Regions from separate parts of the Mus musculus genome. Here region 1 is linked to region 2. The links are chromatin contacts, called in public HiChIP or PLAC-seq maps. All regions are on one chromosome and are shown on one strand. Each heading gives the region's core, a stretch centred on a gene start, on an enhancer-like site or on the middle of the called end of the contact. The rest is flanking DNA. Distances are from core to core; before and after follow the strand shown. Region 1 holds the start of Mcrs1 (microspherule protein 1). Region 2 overlaps Spats2 (spermatogenesis associated, serine-rich 2).

Region 1 (7,026 bases), core at 3,023-5,522, 110 kb after region 2:
AACTCTCTTCCCAGCCCTTCCTCATTACCCACTGCCCACGGCCTCCTTTTTCCAAGCTGAGGCCAAGCCATTTTCTGGTCTCTCGGGACTATGGCTACAGCTTGAGTAGGTGGTAGGGCTGTGGAGGAGTAGAAGATGGGTGTTCAGATTCAAACCAAGCTCTGAGGACACTGAATTAAGAAACTGAGGAGGAGTATGGTATGTATGTGCAAGAGCTTACTTGAAACTTTGCTAACACTAGACGGGTCTTGGGCTTTTATGTCAGTGTCTCTCTCAGTGTCTGTCTCTGTCTGTCTCTGTTTCTGTCTCTCTCGCATTTGTTTTAGAGAGAGTTTCTCTCTGTAGTCGTGGCTGTCCTAGAAGTCACTCTGTAGAGCAGGCTGGCCTCCAACTCAGCCAATGCCTCTGCCTCCTGAGTACGGGAAGGCCAGATCCCTCTTCTTATCAGGACCTGTGACAGGCCAGTGTGGACAGTTCAGAAGTGGCCCAAGGCACACACTGGTGGAACTGAGGCTCCTGGCATTTGTAGGCATTTATGTCCCATGCCAGGACGCTGACCTCCATCTGGGACTAGCAGAGGTTAAAGAAAGGAGACACTCCAGAATGCCCAGTAGGTCCCCAGGTTAACCCAGAGGCTACAAAGCCCCATGGCCCTGCCTCCCAAGACCCTCCTTTGGGTCCTGGTTGAATCTGGCCCTCCTATACCAAGTTCCAAAATTGGGGAGCCCCAGTCCTCCCCTCTGCTGAAGCCAGCCCACTCACTTGGAGATGACAGGGTCGTAGAGCAGGGCGTACCAGCGCTCCTGAACTTCCCGAAGGGTGAAGCGGCAGCTGAACTTCACACCCAGGTGGACAGATGTCAGGTCGTTAGTCTGCAAGACCCCAGAACGGTTTGCTCTAGCTCAGCACTGGGAAAAATCCTTCCCTTGGAAGCCACAGGGTTCTGCTAAGCTAGTATGGGGACTGGAAATTGGAGGACAGGAGGGATGGAGCCCCAGGCCCATGGTGGGTACCTGCAGCACAGCATTGATGAGGAGGAGGTCATCTGCAGGCTTCCATCGGCCCAGATCCTTGGTCACCTGAAGTGGCTGTTTGCTTTTCTTCACACGCTTGGTCAGCCCAGGGGTTGGGGCAGGGCTGGGAGGTACAGGAGTACTGGGAGCCTTGGATACCTGGGTACAGGACGGGACCACAGTGAACTCAGAGCTGGTGTCAGAAGAGCTGGGGCTTCGGACCTACTGCATCACATACTGTGACAGCCGCAGGCTCTGACAACACCAGGGAGCCAAGCTGAGAGCGGAGCTTTCTAATGCCCACCCCCGCCCAAGTCCTTGTGTATCTTTCTTGACTGGGTGGGGTCCTCTCTCTGCTTGTGGCGCCCTCAGCCCCAGAAAGGAGGGCAGGTGGGGGGATGCCAGGAAACTACTCTTGCTGCTGCACTGTCTGGGGCCAGAGCAATGCCACCTGGGGGTTATTTTTACACCCTGCAATGCTGGGAACAAGCTGTCTGCTCCCAGAATAGATACGAGCTCCCTGCCTCCCACACGGAATGCGATCCAGGATGCACTGGCGAGGGACGCAGCAAGGGAGGGAGCAGGAGAGACAGGACGGAGGGGTCTGGGATGGGGGCTGGGCAGTGCAGTCCCTGGCAGGCCTCACCCAGCTGCCCAGCCCCTTACCTTCTTCTTCTCACTAGAGGAGGGCTCGCTCCCTGAGCAGCGGCCTGACTCCACCCCGCCGGCCCCCTTCACCCGGGTGGAGGATTTGGCCAGGCTGCTCTCTACCAGTTCATCATCGAATTTCTTCCTTTTGATGAACCTGTGGAAGGTCCTGCAGGGTTAACTACTGGTACCACACCCACGCACGGCTTCCAAGGTGCAGGCTCCCCTTGGGAACTAACTGCCTTCACTTTCCAGCAGTGTCTGGCTCAGTGGACATGGAAAAGCCAAGTTCTAGTCCTCTGAGGTAACAGGCAACCTTTCAACAGAGATGGAACCCCTCACTCTCCATCCTCGGTGCCATCCGGACACACCGGCAGAGGAGGTAAAGGAAAAGCACAAGGCTTTGCTTGGACCCCAGGCAGGCTCAGAACCCAGGCAGGCTCAGAAGGCCATTTCAAACCAAGGCTAGCAAGGGCGTGCCTAGCCCCACATGCCTCCCCTTCCAGGCGCTCTGAGCCCAGGCTACCTGGAGGAGCTTCTGCGTTTGGGGATAGTGCCCAGGGCCTGGGAGGATGCTCGCTTCTGCCCTGCCAGTGACTCCTCATCCTCGGAGCGGCTGGCTGTGCCTGACGCCATCAGGGACGAGTCTAGCAGCCCCTGAGAATCTAGGAAAGAGAAAGGGTGACCTCTGTGCACGGACCCTTGTGTCAGCCCCTCAGCCCTTGCCCGGCCTCCCTGAGGCTTGGTCTTTGAGGCAGGCATTCCTCCTTGGCCATCCAGATCCCATCCGGGCTCAGACCTCCTGGTGCCACGGGTCATGGGGTGCAGCACAGGTGCTCAGGTCAGGCTGATGAGGCCGACACACGGGGTGGGCTCTGAGCATAACTGCTCCCTTGGCTATCAAAATGCATTGTGCCAAAGAGCAGAAGCTCCACAGCAACTGAGGCAATTGTGGCTCTGCCGAGAGGCACATGGGTGGTGCTGGCCCAGGGGAGGGGGGTGGTAGGTGGCATTGCCGGGCCAAGACCGAGAGACACTCGTGCAAGGCAAGGGGTAGAGTCAGAGGCTGCCTGGCGCCCGAGAGCTTGGGGAGATGGCCGGGCCTCACACTACCTTTGTCCATCCTCTCACAGTCCCAAAGCCTCCGGCTCCAAACCACAGGGCTAGGAGGAAGGGTCCCACAGGCTCATCCAAGGGTTCTGACCAAGCGAGCTTGGATGCTGAGAAGAGAGTCTGGGAAGGAGAGGTAAGGCTCCCTCAGGCTCGGGTTTCCAACAGGCCAAACCTACTGACTGACCAATCCCTTATCCTCGTGCACTCGTGCACCCTGTCTGAGGTAGTGGGAAGAGGCAAAAGAGCTCTACTCTCAATTGCACCTAACCATTAGTAGCTATTACCTGGTCTGATGGCTCTGACAGTTAATCCCAGCATGTGGAGGCGGAGGTAGAGGTAGAGGTAGAGGTAGAGGTAGAGGTAGAGGTAGAGGTAGAGGTAGAGGTAGAGGCAGGTGGATCTCTGTTGACTTTAAGGCCAGCCTCGTCTACAGAGCAAGCCAGGGCTATCTATATAATGGTGAGCCTCTGCTCCAAACAATAAAAACAAAAAATATAAGTAGCTATGTGGGAGTCACTGAGGCCTTTGTGTGAATGATAAAAAGATGTGGGAAAAAACGTATTAGGCTCAGAGATCTCTCTTAATTTTACCAGTGAATCCTAAATTAAGCATTTGGAACGTTAACCAGAAAGGGTCAAGGGATTCCTGACTCATTTGTTTTCCTTTGCCTGTCTACTCAAATCAGCAGCACCAGCCTGCCCCCAGGCCACAGCCTGGGAAGGTAGATGGAATCCCACTATCTCGCTACCCTTTTGCTTTCCCTTCCATTTGCAGCTTTTACTAAAGCGGGTGGTTCCTTCGGACGATTCAAACGTGGTTTGGGAACTGTATGAATACCCAGCGCTTTGGCAGCCCCGCCCCTCCTGACTCCGGCGTCTCGTAGAGCAAAGTTCTGGCTCTGCCTTTAAGGACGCTCCACGACCAGCTCCGTGGGTACCACAGAAGGGGGGTGCAGGTGTCCAGTCCCACGAGCAACTAAGGCAAAGTGCTTGCCCTCCTTCCCTTCCCTCCTCCCGACAGGGCACCCCCAAGGTGAGGGATCAGTGCAGGTCTGTTTCAGGGACTCTGGGGAGCAGTGGTAATTTAGTCAACTCTTCGGCTCCATACTACTGCATCGATCTCGCCATCTGGCTCTGAGGCCCACAGGCCGGTGGTAGCGAACCAGGACCAACTCCCAGACAATTCTCATCCCACCTCAAGCATGCCACCTGTGCGCATGCGTAACACCGCAGGCCAGAGCCTGGCCTGATCGGACTTACGCATGCGCAGATTTTTCGGGGCGATACCGGGGCGGGGCCCCAAATCTTGTTGTGGGGTTGTGCCCCGAGGCACGTTGGGAAACTCCACTTCACCCTCCAGGTCTACTCAGAACACTAGGAGACGAGTCGCGGGGTCTCACCATTCCTAGGCTGCCAGCTCCAACAATTTCTCCGCGGCGACGGCAGGAGCCGCAGGGCCAAAGCCGGCTTCCGTGAGACACATCTACTTCCGGGTTGCGAACGAAGGGTTGGACGATCTCTTCCGGTTCGTCCTGGACCCGTAAGTGGAAGGGGCGTGGCCGTGCGCCTTAGTGGAAACCATTTTGCGGGGAGCCGGAAATACAGCTTTCCCGGTTGGCAGAAGCGCTTAGGGAGGCACCAGGCAGTGTTAATTATAGGAACCGCGGAGGTTTCCGTGTTGGAAAACGCAGCGGGAGGGCGGGGCTTGTGCTGAGACCCCGCCCAGGCGACGCTGGGAGGGGCGGGGCCGCCGTGCATTCGTAATTAGCACTAACCTTGGTAGGTCTCTCTGGACCAAATCTTGTATTGTTTTATCTGCCAGTGTTTTCAGATAAGGGATTCGGTCAGGCTCTTTGCTAAGCACAGGACTGGAGGAACATGTTGGAGAGTTTGCTCTAACTGTGGCGTACAGTACGATCCCGAAAATTCCTGTCTAAGGGGGAGATGCAGGATGGTGGCCGCGTTCCTAAGGAAACACTCCTTAGAAGGAGCGGCGCCAGTTGCTTACGCCAGAAGAACTCCATCTAGACTGCTGGGGTCAGTCGTGGGTAGCCAGCAAACCAACCGAATCCTTTTCAGAGGACAGTGTTCCCTGAGGAAACTGTTTTGAAAGAAAGAACTAGTTCCCAGAGAACAGGAGACGTCCAGACTTTGGGGCCGTGAGAGATGCCCGGGAAAGCTAGGGAGACTGGGCTCTAATAGCTCTTTCATGCCTTCTTTGAGGGGCACAAAAGTGGAGCAGCTCTGGCTGGAGGAGCTTCCGGGAAGAGCGTTTGCCCAGCGTGCCTGACATCCTGAACTTAAGTGTCAAATGGACGACCCTGACAAGTTGCAAGTCTTCTCTTCATAATATACTGTTACTTATTTAACGAGCATGTATTTGCTTTATCGCTCCCAAAACAAAGTTTTCTGGTATACAGTGTGCTTGTTAGAGGTTTGTCAACTTGAAACTAGCTAGAATCTTCGCGCTCAGTTGAGAAAATGCCTCCTTCAGACTGGTTGGTAGGCAAGTCTGGGGTGTGTTTTCTTGTTTGGATAGATGTGGGAGGTCTAAGCAGTGCCTGCCTTGAGGTTCTTGCCCCAACTTTCCTCGGTAATAGACAGTGACTTGAAAGTTATGAGATGAGGGGCTGGTGAGATGGCTCAGTGGGTAAGAGCACCCGACTGCTCTTCCAAAGGTCTGGAGTTCAAATCCCAGCAACCACGTGGTGGCTCACAACCATCCATAACGAGATCTGACTCCCTCTTCTGGAGTGTCTGAAGACAGCTACAGTGTACTTACATATAACCAATAAATAAATCTTAAAAAAAAAAAAAGAAAGTTATGAGATGAAATAGACCCTTTGCTTCCCAGGTCGCCTTTAGTTACAGTGTTTTGATCACAGCAATTAAAAACAAACTAGGACACAGTCTGGTGGGTTGTGCAAAATATAGTGTGGTTTAGTATCTATACAGATGACAATTAATTGGGCTTTCTTCTTTAAAGAGTTTTTGTTTGTTTGTTTGTTTGTTTTTAAGTAGGAGTGAAATACTTGTTGCTTATCAGGCAAGTTCTGTCCCACCAAGCCACATGGACAGCCCTAACAAGGGATCGTTTGGTAAAGAGCTGGATGGGTACTGTTCAATGTTTGTTAGATGTTTTTCTCCTAGGAAAGGCAAACCCTTAAAGAAGGAAACCCTGAAAGAAGAAAGGGTTATTTTAGCTCACAGGGTTTTTGGGGGTGTGAGGGGGACAAACATCATGGCAGGAAAGGCATGGTGGCAGGAGTGTGGGGTGATTGCTCACGCTGTGTCCAGAACTTGGAAGTGCAGAGAGATGAAGTATTGGTGTTCTGCCTGCTTTCTCCTTTCTGTTCAGTCTGTAGCCCTAGCCCAAGGTCACTCGAAATTAGGGTGTGTCTCCCATCTAAGTTAAACCTCCAGAAATAGCTTCACAGATGTCTTGTGACTCTAAATGAGGTTAAGCGGACAAGATCACAAGCCCACCTGATGTCCAGGCATACCACATTTATGTCGGTGGCATCCATCAGCTGCTGGTGCCACTGGAGCATAGCGATCACCGGTCTTTCTTGGTTTGTTTGGCTTGGGTTTTTGAGACAGAGCCTCTATGTAGTTTTGGCTGTCCTGTAACTTGCAATGTAGGTCCTGAACTCACAGAGATCCATCTCCCTCTGCCTCCCAATGTAAGGATTAATGGCGTGTGTCACCACACCCAGGTATTAGGCTTTAGAGACAGGGTCTCATGCAGTCCAGCTGGTCTCAAACTCAAGTTATCAAAAGATTGACCTTGAACTTCTCATCCTCCCATCTCCACCTCCCCAGTGCTAGGATTACAGCCGGGTGCCATTATCCCTGGTTTTGTGTGGTACTGGGTATCAAACCCATGGCTTTGTGCGTGTTGTATAAACACTCTACCAACTGAGCTATATCCCCAACCCTGAAACATCACTTTTAAATCATAGCATTCCCTAAAGTCTCATGTTAATTCTTTAGACCGGATGTGAGCTTTATTACTGAACATGGTTCAGTGGGCATAGTAAGCAGAGTGGAAGCTCTCAGGAGGACCACAGAGTCTGCCACTCTCCCCAGGGACTATAACTGGGGACATATGTGCCCCATAGCCATCAGGGATGCACTGGTTGTCAGTTACCACTCCTTTCAATTCTTCTGCATTAAACTTGGTAAAGCCCCACCTCTTTGAGGCGTGGCTCTTCCAGAGGCCAGGGAACTTGAACCTTACCTCTATGCAAGGC
Region 2 (6,129 bases), core at 803-3,302:
TCCAGAGACTTGCAGCTCTAAGCCCTGAGACTGGCTTGTTGCTCTACGCTTTAGAAGACATCGCCATACAGTTTTAGGCTGGCTAGTTGAGGCGTGTTGCCCTGGGCTTTAACCACCGTTGAGTGGCAGCTAATCAGAAGCCTCAGCTTCCAGCGGCAGCGTGGGGCAGCCCACCTCAGCTCACAGCAGCCCACCTCAGCTCACAGCAGCCCACCTCAGCTCACAGCAGCCCACCTCAGCTCACAGCAGCCCACCTCAGCTCACAGCAGCCCACCTCAGCTCACAGCAGCCCACCTCAGCTCACAGCAGCCCACCTCAGCTCACAGCAGCCCACCTCAGCTCACAGCAGCCCACCTCAGCTCACAGCAGCCCACCTCAGCTCACAGCAGCTCACCTCAGCTCACAGCAGCCCACCTCAGCTCACAGCAGCTCACCTCAGCTCACAGCAGCTCACCTCAGGGAGCAGCAGATGGGTAAGCCAATCTCCTGGCCGTAAGTGACAGCCTTAGGGCTCTTGGGTCCAGGCTATCACAGTCCTCAGCTCTTGACTGTGGCCAGTTGTACAGTCCTCATACCTAGGGTATCTGGACTGCTTGGCTCTTTAGAGTTAGCACAGCTTTAGAAATCTTCCACTGACCGGGTCCTGTGACCTGGTCTTATTCCTTCGTCCCTGATGTCCCTAGGCCTCTGCTCCCTGCGGTTTTTGCATTTTTTTTTTTTTTTTATTCACTACTGCCACCTCTGCCAATGTCACTGCTGCTGTCCTCAGCCTGCTACCACTTGCTGCTGCTTCTGCTGTCCCTCCTTCTTGTTCCGAGCTCAGCCTGCTCAACTGGTGATAAAGGACAAAAGAAGGCTAGGAAGGACTGGGTGCTGAGATATCTTTGGTTCCAGAACTCACGCTACCTACCAGCAGAGGACGTTCAAGGCCGGCATTGGCTACATAGTGAATTTAAGGCCAGCTTGAGCTATATGAGACCCAGTCTAAAAAAATTTATTTTATTGTATTTTTGGACAAGAAGGCTGGTAATGTAGATGTAGCTCATGCACATGTAGCTAATGCACTTGCCTGCTATGTGTGTGAGGGTCTGGGTTCTCTCTCTAGAGAGAACAACCAAAAAGGGATAGTAAGACTCCGTTTCAGTTTTTTTTTCTTCCCTCCGTGTTTATTAGAACTGACAGAACCTGTACAAGAAATATATCAAATTGGGGGCTGGAGATCTGCTCAGCAGTTAAAAGCAGTCTGGTTCCTAGCACGCATGTGCAGTGGCTCAGAGTGGCCGCAGCTCCAGCTCCAGAGGATCTAATGCTTTCTTCCGGCCTCTGTGAACACCCATGCACGCATGGGAGATACACAGATAGGATTATACGTAACAAAAAGAAAACCAAACCCCACAAAACCAAGTTGGGGTTAAAAGCATTGACTGTTCTTCCAGAGGACCTAGGTTTGAATCCCAGCACCCATTCGCTTTGAAACAGTAATCTTGAGAGACATTATCAGTTAGGAGTGCCTCTGCCTCTGCGTCCGTCCGTCCGTCCGTCTCTCCTGTGATAGCCTTCCTTTTCTTAGATTTCACTTTCTAAGAGTCACCAGCCACGGGTAGGGTATCCAGAGGCAGGCTGTCTGGAAGAGAGGCAGGCTGTCTGGAAGAGAGGCAGGCTGTCTGGAAGAGAGGCAGGCTGTCTGGAAGAGAGGCAGGCTGTCTGGAAGAGAGGCAGGCTGTCTGGAAGAGAGGCAGGCTGTCTGGAAGAGAGGCAGGCTGTCTGGAAGAGTGCATTTCCCAAGCACTGATTCTTGCTCTACCGGTTCTGTCCCAGCTTGAAGGCCTGTGTCCGTGCTGACTGACATCTATCTATTCAGGGGGTCATTCCAAGGCCCTGCTGTGTTCCATCTTTCAGCTCAGTGGGTGTAGGCTCATGTCTCAGCTTCACCAACACTTCCTCCTGTTGATGCTGCCTCTGTTTTTCAGCTTTTGGGTCAATCCTCCTGCCTCAGCCTCTAGAGTGCTGTGATTGACCTCTGTACCAGTCACACTACAGTCCCTCATTCCACTGATCATGGCTCAGCTCACAAATAAAAAGCTGTGTTTGCACCAGTCCCGGGCCACCTACTGGCCACTGAGGGAGTTGCTTCTTTTTTAGCCTGGGTGAAAATAGCTTCAGGGTCATTTTGATCCACTGAGACCTGTCCTAACTGTCTGAAGCTCTTGGGGCTGAGACGGTGCCTGTTGAAGCAGCTGTGACCACCCGCTCTGCAGATTTCTCAAGGCTGAAGCAGCAAGCAGCTGTGGCAGCCATGCAGATTCCTCACAGCAGAGCAGCGGTGCTCGTGAAAGCAGGCTGTCTCGCTGCTTGAAGTCTGGACAAGGGATGGATCTAAGAGCTATCAGTTACAGAGCCATTTGCAAAGGAAGGATAGATATTAAAGATGCTTTCACTAAATTGAACATTAACAGTGAACTTGCAGTACAGAGCTCCACTCTCCCTGAGTCTCTCAGGAGGTCATCTGGTCTGGTTAGAGGTGATGTTTAGACAGTTTTTCCTTCATCCCTTTCTGATAGGAGACAGGTGCTTGTAAATGCCACAGGATGTCTTTGGGAAGTCCCTGGGTTGGGGAAGCCCACTCTTTCTGTTTAATGGCTCCAGTAGTGATGCATTGCTCTCCCCATCCCTACTTGATGCTGGTGAAGGTGGGAGGCAAGCAGGTTCCCTGCTGAGCTGGGCATCAGCCCTGGATTACCATCGTCTTTAGGCTGCTCTAATGTGGCCTTGTGAGCTGGTCAGGGAAGACAGAAGACAGGAGATCAAAATCGGTATTAACTTAGACTTTCATTCAACATGGAGGATCTTTTGTTTGTTTGTTCAACAAGGTCTTACTGTGTAGTCCAGTGTAGCCTCAAACCTAATCCTCCTGCCTCAGCCTGCTGAGCCATGGGATCAGGGGAGTGCATCCCTGTGCCACCTTGACTCGATGACTATTTTCTGACGGGGCTATGGGTAGCCTGCTCATTCCGTGCTGCTGTGATGTAGACTGGGGTGGTTGTCTTAAGCACAACATACAGAAGGCGGAACACAAATCTAAACCTGAAAGTTTTTTTGGAATAAGTGGTGTGGATCGTGTGTATTCAGCAACTAGGGATGCCTGCCGTCTGATGCCCGCGCGCTCTCTGTGTTATGTAGCTTTGTCCTGAGCTCCCCCCGTCCATCAGGCCTCTGTACCCATTTCTGCGGCTTTGTCTGCAGCACCATTGGGTTGAATGAGTTTTATTTTATGTATCTAGGTATTTTTTTTTAAATTTATTTTGTTACAGGTTGTGTATTCCCTTTTAAATATTATTTATTGATTGGTTGATTGTGTGTATCTATCTATCTAATCTGTGGTGTGCATGCAGATGTCAGAGTACAGGTAGACATCAGAGGTCACCTTTCGAGACTTGTACCACTTTCTGCCATGTGGGGTCCAGGAATGAAGCTTAGGTTTTCAGGGCTTGGTAGCAAGTTCCATCCCCTTAGGCCTCGTCACACCCAACTCCTGATTTTTGTTTTGTTACTCTGAGGCAGAGTCTTGCTGGACAGCCTTGCCCTGGTTGGCCTGGTTCTTGCTCTGTGCTCAGGCTGGACTCAGACTTGAGGCACTTGCGGCCGCCTCGTCCTTCCCAGTGCTGGGGCCCCAGGCGGCACCACACACTCGTAGCCCCATTTCTCTGATGAGCATCTTCGACTTGTCATTTCTTTAGACATCTGTAATAAGATGCCCTTCTGTCTGTGTACTACTAGAAAGTGGAACCAGGCACAAATGAACAGTCTGTGGAGGGACCACTGAGGCAGCTGAGAAAGCATAAAGATGTAAATGAAGCCAAGCCGGTGGTGCAAGCCTGTAATCCTAGCATGCAGCAGGCCGGGGCAGTTAGATTCCATAGCAAGGTCCCTGAGTCCAGAAAAAGGAGGGAACCAAGATGAAGCCGCGGTGAACCCACCATTCAGAACTGTGCAGCAGGGTGACTCGTGTCTCAGCTGAGGCCTGGTGAAGCCACAGAGAGGGCAGCCTTTGGGGGAATATGAACGGGCTCCCGTTTGAATTTGCACATCCTGCAGGCTACCAAAATCTCCAATGGAGATTTTACATTAAAAGTTGTTTCAATGGGGCTGAAGAGCTGGCTCAACAGTTAATGGCATTGACTGCTCTTCAGAGAAGATCTCAGCTTGGCAGCTCATAACCAGCCATAACTCCAGTTTCAGGGGCTCCTGTCTTAGTTACTAGTCTACGGTGTGTAGAGACACCATGGCCAAGGCACCTTATAACAGAAAGAAAGCATTTGACTGGGAGTTGCTTACAGTTTCGAAAGGGTCAGTGCATGTCTGTCATGGCAGGAAACGTGGCAGCAGGCAGGCAGGATTGGCACTTGAGCAGAGCTGAGAGCTTACATCTGAGCCACAGGTACAAGGGAGAGAGACTGGGCCTGTTGTGAGGTTTTGAAACCCCAAAGCCTGCCACAAACAACACACCTCCTCCAACAAAGCCTACCTCCTAATCTTTCTGCAGATAGTTCCACCAACTAGGGACTGACCACTTAAAGATGTAAGCCTGGGCCATTCTCATTCAAACCACCACAGATGCAGTGTACTCCTCTGCCTTTTGTGGGCACCAAGAACACCACACAGACACATAAGCCAGCAAATCACCTATACACCTAAAATAAAAAACAAATTAAAAAGCACACAAGCTGTTTGAAGGTTGGGAATGTAGCTCTGTTGGTGGAGTGCTTCTGTAGCTTTCTAGAGGCTCTGGATCTGACCCACAACAATGCTTACGTAAATCTGGAGTTGTGGTAGCTTTTCAGGGTAGAGGCTGGTGCTGAGGTCATTCCTTGCTGTGTATTGAGCTCAAGGCTACTCTAGGATGCATGAGAGGAGAACCCCTGTCTTTAAACAAAAGGTTGTTTAAGAGTCTAGTACCAGCCTGGTGGCGGCGGCATATGCCTTTAACCCCAGAACTCAGACTCTGCCACCCAGAGGCAGGCAGATGTCTGAGAGTCGAATACCCACGCTCCTAAGCATGTAATAGATTTGTGTATTGCTTTTCCTGTTCACTTTTTCCAGATTAGTAGAGGCCCAGGAACTTGGAATATATACATAACAATAAAAACTGTCAGCTGTGTCTGATTTCCAGATATGTTTAGCTATTAAAGAGGGGCCTGGAAAGATGGCTTAGAAGCTCAGAGCACTTAACTGCTCCCTTCCAGAGGACATGAGTTTGGTTCCCAGCACTCAAGTCAGGCATCTCGTAGTCGCCTGGGACTCCAGCTCTTGCAGAAGACCTGGTCCTAAGCAGGTTTCAAGCTGGAGTTCTCTCTCCTGAGCCCCTTGAGTGCTTTTAGGCATATACTACCATCTGGATGTGTCTCTGTCTTTGACATCTTATGTTGACTAGTAGGAGCGGTTTTAAATTTTTCTAAAAAGAGTTTTCTTTAATGTGTATGAATATTTTGCCTACATGTAAGTCTATGTACCATGAGTGTGAATGTGCCTGGTACCTGAAGAGGCTGCACAAGGCGTCATGTCCTCTGGAATTGGAGTTAGGGATGGGTGTGAACCTCTATGTGGGTGCTGGGAACTGAACCTGGAGCAGCCAGGGCTTTTGACTGTAGGACCCTCTCTCCAGCCCCAGGAGTGGTTTTGCTGAGACAGGCTCAGTTGAACTCAATCCCTGTCACCTGAGTGCTGGTGTTGTTGGATGCATCACTACCTGACTCCTGACTCAGCAGTCTTCAGGGGTTTTGTTTGTTTATTTTGTTTTTGAGACAGGGCTTCTCTGTGCAACCCTGGCTGTCCCGGAACTCACTCTGTAGACCAGGCTGGCCTCAAACTCAGAAATCCACCTGCCTCTGCCTCCCAAGTGCTGGGATTAAAGGCATGTGCCACCACTGCCCGGCCAATCTTCAGTTTTATTAAGCGTCTGCTATAGCTGAGGCTAGTGTTGATCCTCCAGGCCTCTGCCTCTGCCTCTGCCTCCTGAGTGTTAAGATTATTGGCATGTGCCACCATGGGCCTCTGGTTGTTTCTGCTTACAGTTTTTCTTCAGTGCTGGAGATCAAACTCAGTTTCATCTGATCTCTGGGTAAGTACTCT

What was found. HiChIP or PLAC-seq counts read pairs in DNA pulled down with a chosen protein or histone mark.
Region 1: an H3K27ac HiChIP or PLAC-seq map of extraembryonic endoderm stem cells shows a contact between it and region 2. The contact joins the promoter of Mcrs1 here to the enhancer-like site in region 2. A contact is called at or near these places in 4 of 39 promoter capture datasets (the SN4741 cell line, cranial neural crest, liver and 1 more), 1 of 484 Hi-C or Micro-C datasets (forebrain), 10 of 115 datasets of contacts at active chromatin or transcription factors (the SCID.adh cell line, bone marrow-derived macrophages, effector CD8 T cells and 5 more) and 3 of 9 other capture datasets (adipose tissue, liver and pancreatic islet).

The regions. Positions count from the first base shown.
Region 1 is chr15:99,247,689-99,254,714 of GRCm38.p6, forward strand. It overlaps Mcrs1 (microspherule protein 1), which reads right to left and starts at 4,273. Exons shown (of 15, transcript NM_016766.3): 1 at 4,174-4,273; 2 at 2,775-2,894; 3 at 2,188-2,326; 4 at 1,680-1,818; 5 at 1,014-1,172; 6 at 763-872. The coding sequence starts at 2,784. 1700120C14Rik (RIKEN cDNA 1700120C14 gene) reads left to right here and starts at 4,100. Exons shown (of 3, transcript NR_045627.2): 1 at 4,100-4,313.
Region 2 is chr15:99,137,714-99,143,842 of GRCm38.p6, forward strand. The region is part of intron 1 of Spats2 (spermatogenesis associated, serine-rich 2); the gene reads left to right. Among named protein-coding and RNA genes, the nearest start is that of Spats2, 14 kb to the left of the region's middle. Within about 2 kb of position 2,053, at least 49 of the 459 cell types and tissues checked have an H3K27ac peak or open chromatin away from gene starts, as enhancers often do. A contact at or near this core is called in the SCID.adh cell line, extraembryonic endoderm stem cells and trophoblast stem cells, where this site is marked.